2 separate regions of the Pan troglodytes genome follow, and region 2 is linked to region 1. A link is a contact called in public HiChIP or PLAC-seq data. All regions are on one chromosome and are shown on one strand. Each heading gives the region's core, a stretch centred on a gene start, on an enhancer-like site or on the middle of the called end of the contact. The rest is flanking DNA. Distances are from core to core; before and after follow the strand shown. Region 1 holds the start of PITPNC1 (phosphatidylinositol transfer protein cytoplasmic 1). Region 2 holds the start of NOL11 (nucleolar protein 11).

Evidence for each region. HiChIP or PLAC-seq counts read pairs in DNA pulled down with a chosen protein or histone mark.
Region 2: a contact with region 1 is called in an H3K4me3 HiChIP or PLAC-seq map of stem cell-derived excitatory neurons, with 9 times the contacts expected there. The contact joins the promoter of NOL11 here to the promoter of PITPNC1 in region 1. A contact is called at or near these places in 1 of 7 Hi-C or Micro-C datasets (stem cell-derived neural progenitor cells) and 1 of 1 datasets of contacts at active chromatin or transcription factors (stem cell-derived excitatory neurons).

The regions. Positions count from the first base shown.
Region 1 is chr19:80,356,317-80,359,778 of NHGRI_mPanTro3-v2.0_pri, forward strand. It overlaps PITPNC1 (phosphatidylinositol transfer protein cytoplasmic 1), which reads left to right and starts at 1,493. Exons shown (of 8, transcript XM_063799224.1): 1 at 1,493-2,461. The coding sequence starts at 2,414.
Region 2 is chr19:80,691,286-80,694,400 of NHGRI_mPanTro3-v2.0_pri, forward strand. NOL11 (nucleolar protein 11) reads left to right here and starts at 1,407. Exons shown (of 18, transcript XM_001164856.6): 1 at 1,407-1,773. The coding sequence starts at 1,633.

The sequences.
Region 1 (3,462 bases), core at 243-2,742:
TGGGCAACAAGAGCAAAACTCCATCACAGACCAACAACAGCAACAAGACGGGTGATGGAGGAAGCATATATGTGACAATTTACAGTTCGGGAAATTCAGAGAAGTAGCTCCTCAACAGTGTCACCCGTCAGTAGAATACTTCCTTCCAGAATCAGTGTCAGGAAATGTCCAGGAAGCCAGGAACCAAGCCTACACATCCCGATGTCCCATGTGCATGCGCATGTGTGGCTAGCCAATCCCTTGCCTTCCTGCCTCTGGGAAGATTATTAGGTCTTCCATTTGTTTTCAAGTAAGAGGCAAAAAAAAAAAAAAAAAGAGGAAAAACAGCTTGAGTTTCTTTCCATATCACAGCCTTCCAATGTGTTATTATTCAACACTGCAGTGTCAGATTTAGATTTTCCACCTCGAGGAATTTGGTTTAGCTTTAATTAGTTGCTGTGAATATTTCTGAGCCAACTCTGGAAAGCATTTATCTGGAAAATAGTTTCCACTAAAATATAAGCTGGATATAGGGTATCATTTTCCTAGGAGGGTTTGTATCAGTTAACAGTTATAAATTCTCTCCAGCCCTCTGGATGACTTTTGCCACAAGCCCATCATCGTCATATTGGTTAATTACTTATTAATTAATCACAATTCAAAATACTGTATTGAGGCATCTGCATCGCCATCTAAGCTCTAGCTTCAGGACTTCAGAGCGTGAAGATTTTTCGGAGAAAAGATAACGCTTACAGGTTATTCTCATACAGGCAACTGATGCATTTTTCATCCGGCAACTTTTCATAAAAACACTGAAAAATACCAGACAAATGAAAAACAGACTTCAGCAGTTCCATGCTGCTTCCTGAGTAACTGAAGAATGTGCTTCTTGTGGTTAAAATGAGAGATCTGTTTAATATGGATCAAATAGCAACACTCCAGGCATTTTCATTGACATTTCACTGTGACTTTTTGAACTTAGGAGTGCGGATACGAAAACCTACTCTTTCTTTCTGCTGCGCGGAGCCTGCACAATCTGCAGAAAGATTGCAGAGCCGGGCCAGGCGAGGTAACAGGCTACGTGGGGTTCTTGTTCTCTCTGGTTGTTCCCTCCCCCTGTTTGTACTTCATTTCCATTCACACGGCAGCACTTCCCAGTTTTCCAGGATCTCTCCTCTGAAACCAGGCAAGGGTTTGTTCCCAAATCCCACCCATTGCCTCTCCAGCCCCGGACTTGCTTACTGGATCACACATAGGTGGTGGGCATTGGTGAGTTGTCCCTAGGGTCAGGGGACCAGAAACTTCCCAGAGGGGCTGGATGGAGCACGGCAGCACTCAGGGCACAATGGAGAGTGGATTCAAAGGGCAAAGGAGCCGAGGGAAGCCCCTCTGCCCGAGCCTCCCCAGCGCCGGCCGGGCTCCGCTCCGGAGCAGCCCCGCCGTCTGGCAGAGACATGCTGTTTTGTTTAAATCCTCCACATTCTTTGCCATTTCCCCATTGGCCGGATGGGGCTACCCTCCCCGCCGCGGCCGCTGCTGATGTCAGCCTCGCTCGCGCTCGCTCCTCCCGCACCCACCTCCCGGCCCCAGGCACACTGCATCGGCGCGGACGCTCCGGCCCCGGCGAGGTGGCTGCAAACTCGCGGGCACGCACGGCACCCGGGGAGCCGAGGGACTCGGGGGAGGGGACGCGCGCGGAAGGCGCCAGCTTCCTCCCGCCCGCCCCTGGCAGCCGCGAGCCGAGGTTGGAGGCGCCCGGGGCCCCAGCCGGGCAGAGCCGAGCGGCGGCGGCGGCTTCCCTTTTCTCCCCGAGCCGAGCCCCGGAGCGGCGCGGGGACCGGCCCTAAAAAGAGCAGGAAATCTTGTTTACCGCCCGCGGAGAGGAGCCGATCGAGCCTTTGTCTAGAAAGTCAGCATCTCCGGCTCCGGCTGCAATGTGTTCCTGGTGACATTAGCATCGGGCAGACCCGCTGGAGGAGGGGGGTCGCCAGGTTCCCGTCTGCTTTCGGAGGCGGATCGAGCGGGTGACTTCTGTGCATTCGTTTTAATTTTTGGAAATCTCTCTTTTTTCCTCCCTCGCTCGCTGCCGGGCATGTCCTGATCTGGCGGCCGCTCCTACCACCCTGGGCAGCCGAGCAGAGTCGTCCCCAGCGGGTCTCCCTCCCTGCCTCCCTGACTTTGCAACACCGCGTTCCGGGAGGACCGGCCTCGGCGAGGGAGGAGGTGGAGGAGCTGCGAACACCCGGACCCAAACCCTGACATGCTCTGGGGCGGAGAGGAGGAAGCCAGGAGCTGAGCGCGCCGCGGGGGCTGCTTCGCCCTCCGGCTCCGAGCGTCGGGCTCCGGGCGCCCTGCCCTGCGCCTGGGCGGCAGCCTTGCTGGTCTGGGGGGCGCCCCCCGCTTCCCGCCCCGGGGGTCCGCGGCCGGCAGGACCATGCTGCTGAAAGAGTACCGGATCTGCATGCCGCTCACCGTAGACGAGGTAAGCGCCGCGCCCGGCCCGGCCTCGCCCGCTCCGGGACCCCCGCCGCTACCGCCGCCTCCTGGCCGGCGAGCCCCGGGCGAGCGGCAGGAAACCCAGGTGGACGTTACCCCTCAAACCCGAAGGCTGGAGGAGAGGAGGGAGGGGATTTGCGGCTTCCACTTGTCACCCCAGCGGGGGAGGGCGGCGCTGGGTGGGGCGGCGGACTCCGGGTGGGCTCTTCGGGGGCGCCCAGAATCCAGACTGTTGGGGATCACAGTGAGCCAAAGGGAGTGGGTGCGCCCCCTCCCTCCAAATAAGAAAATGAATAAAGCAAACCCAAGAGCCCCCGGCGCGCGCTGTAGCTGGGGTTTGGGGGGCATCCCGACCTGGCCGTGGGCCCAGCCTCCCCTCCCCGCCCTCTGCGGTCAGGTAGGGGTGCGAGGAAGAACCCTGCGCCCTCGGGATCTGCACGCCCCGAGCCCCGCGGGAGGAACCTCTGAGCCCTTGGGGGAGGTCCCTGCGGGGCCCGACTTCTCGCCGTCGCCGCGGGCTTGGGCGCAGCTCCCGGCACGTCCGCCCTTCGAGGCTCGGGACCCGGCTGTGTCCTTTCGCAAACCGCCTGGCTCGGAAACTTTCTGCGTCTCTTATTTCTTCCGCCGCGGGGAGCGGCGCGCGAGCCGGGAGCGGCGGGGGCTGCGACGCGGCCACAGGAGGGCGCTCCAGCACGTGGTGCCGGGGCCGCGGCTGCCGGCTGGGGGCGCCGGGCGCGGGGCGGGGGCTCGTCCTCCAAGCGCGGCTCTGCTGCCCTTCTCCCGATCCTGCGAAGCCGCGAGCTCCAGTATTCAGGAAGTGGTGACTCAGATAGAATTATTCCGGCCCCGGCTTCCCTTTCTTCCCCTTCTTCCTCCCCGCCTTTGTGGTGATTCCACGACTGCTGAGCGTCTCTGTCCAGGGACAGCGAGGGAGCCCAAAGCCAAGCAAGGCAACGTGAAACTCACTAGTGTGGTTTGGTGTGGCAA
Region 2 (3,115 bases), core at 157-2,656, 330 kb after region 1:
CAAGGTGGGAGGATCATTTCAGCCCAGGAATTCAAGGTCAGCCTGGGCAATACGGTGAAACCCCATCTCTACAAAAAATACAAAAATTAGCCGGGCATGGTGGTGCATGTCTGTAGTCCCAGCTACTCGGAAGGCTGAGGTGGGAGGATAGCTTAAATCCGAGAAGCAGAGATTGCAGTGAGTTGAGACTGCGTCACTCCAGCCTGGGCGACAGAGCGAGACCCTGTCTCAAAAAAAAAAAAAAAAAAAAAGACATCCTCTCAAGGAGGCCTGTGGTCATCCTAGTTAAAATTTCACATACACAGACCACTCCTTCCTCCCCCACACACCCACGCTTTATCTCTCCCTTCTGAGTTTAATGTTTTTCTTCTTACCACCTATCACAAAGTAAGTTATGAAGCATAATAATAAACTATATCCTCTTGATCTCACAACCCAGCCTAAAAATTAAAAGATTATCAGAGTTCAAGATCACCTTGGGCAACAAAGCAAGACTCCATGTCTGCCAAAAATACAAAAATTAGCCAGGCGTGGTGATGGATGCCTGTAGTCCCAGTTATTCGGGAGGCTGAAGCAGGAGGATTGCTTTATTTAGCCCAAGAGTTAGAGGCTGCAGTGAGCCATGATAATGCCAGTACTTTTGAACAACAAAAGACCTATTAGCATTATAAAAATAGACTGTATTTGATTCCTTCACAGTAGCTGGATATTCTCCTTTTGCCCATGTTGTCATGTTGGGGCAATGAGAAACAACACACATGGCGATCTGGTGGATGCTTAAATCTAAACTGAGGCACTTTGTCACACTGGGTACATTTGTTTAGTAATTGCCTATTAAATGGTTTCTCCCTAAGAACATCACAATTTATCTTTACTTATTTATTTAACATTATTGATTGAATCTGCCATGCTTATCTTAGAAACATACATTTCTCCCGGAAATAAAAACCTTGCCAAAAATCACACAGGGGACTTTCAACTTCACCTTCATCAAACTAGTCTGAATTTCCTGTAAGCTGAGGAGAGATTTTCCCCACTGGGGCTCAGAGAAGGGGAGTCAGAGAACTCAGAAGGCTTGAAAGACTGAAGAGACTGGAGATCTCTAGAGGGTTCCAAGAAACTTGGGGGGAAATTAAGCATTTCACGTAGGAACAGCACGTTATTGGGAGTTTACCTACAGAGATAAATATTTTTTCTTTGGCAGATCGTTCCACAAGGCCATGGATGGAATTCCTAGGGAGTTCCCTTGCAATTAAAAAAAAAAAAAATCTAGCTTATTTATATTCGACCACTCCCTATACCCATCTACAGTCTCTCAAGTCCCCACCTAGAACAGCACGCAGCCGATTCAGGACCCAGTAAGCAACACTTCCGCACCTACCCTATCCCTTCCTGGAGCACATCCGGGACTCGGAGAGGCGTGGTCTCGGGAGGCGGAGTCTGACGCAAGCCGGCCCAGACCACCTGGCTGAATTCACAGTCGCGCTCGCTCCTTCCGCCCGCCAGAGGTCGCAGGCTGCGAGAGCAGGTTCCTGGTTTGGCAAGCACTCGCCCCTCAGGCCCGTTCATTCTCGCGAGAGAAAGCGCGAGGCCTGCCGGGAGTGAGCGCGGCTGTACTTAGGTTTGCTCAAAATGGCAGCGCTGGAGGAAGAATTCACGTTGTCTTCGGTAGTCCTGAGCGCCGGGCCTGAAGGACTCCTAGGCGTGGAGCAGAGCGACAAAACAGACCAGTTTCTAGTGACAGACAGCGGCAGGACAGTCATCCTCTATAAGGTGAAGGCAATAGGTTTGGGAGCGCCCCGACTGCCTTCTCGCCCCTTTCTGAGCGCGGAGCTCGAGCTCAAGTTTCTCACAGCTTCAGAAAGAGATCGTGGAGAAGGCTTAGCAGAGAGCCGGCTGGGCCTGTTGGGGACGCTGAGTGAGGTCTAGAATCTGGCTTGCTTGCCTTCCTGTAAAGGCATATTTCCGACTTGCAGAGGCAGAGCACGTGGGTTAGACTCGGAAAAGAAAGAAAACCTGTGCTTTTGCTTCGGAACTCGCGGAATTGGCCTTGCTAAGATTCCCTCCTAGGGTCTTTATTATCTTAGCCGCCCGCGGGAGGATGGAACGGAGATTGGTTGGGCGGGAGAGGATGACACTGACAGAGTGCGAATAGTGGTTTAGCCGTGTCTACACTTCACACCCCTCTCTTTGTAGGGGCGGGGACAATTTTAGAGAGTGAGGGACTTTCTTGATAGCTCGCTAAGAATCTTGCCTCCAAGTGAGTTGTCTGTTGGCATCTCTGATTCACGCTGGGAATCCTGGAGTTGAGTCCTGGGAAAATCTGCAAGCCCTGCCCCCATTTCAGCCTAAAGCCTGATAGAGAACACTTTCTAACCTTGCTTTTGGTGGTCGCATAGAAAGCAGTTACTTTTCTCTGGGCTGCTGAACATAGTTTTCCATGTTTTAAAGAAGTTAGCTATCTGCTTTGACGTTTTGAGAACAGGTTGCTAACAGCTCCCTGTGCCGTTTTGACTCTGCTAACTCTATTGGGTTTCACTTGGGATGTCAAGTAGATTTGCAGTTTTGCAGCTCCTGCATAGGAATACAATGGCAGATTGGAATTGGATAGACATGATCCCAGATGTCCCTACTTAATTTCCCATGCTGCTGTTCAGAGGCATAACTTCCCATGCAGAGGCATAATATAATCAATTTTTAAATGTACTATTGTTTTTTAACAAAGGGTTGCTTATTTACTTATTTAGGAACTTAGTTATATTTTCATTTTAACTACCCTTTTAGAGGTTTGGCCGGGCGCGGTGGTTCACGCCTGTAATCCCAGAACTTCGGGAGGCCCAGGTGGGTGGATCACTTGAGGTCAGGAGTTCGAGACCAGCCTGGCCAACATGGTGAAATCCTGTCTCTGCTAAAAATACAAAAATTAGCCGGACGTGGTGAGGTGCGCTTGTAATTCCAGAGGTTTGGGAGGCCGAGGTGGGTGGAGCGCAGTGGCACGATCTCGGCTCACTGCAACCTCCACCTCCCGAGTTAAAGCGATTCTGCTGCCTCAGCCTCCTGAGTAATTGGGGTTACAGGCGCACGCCACCACGCCCGGCTAATTTTTGTGTTTTTA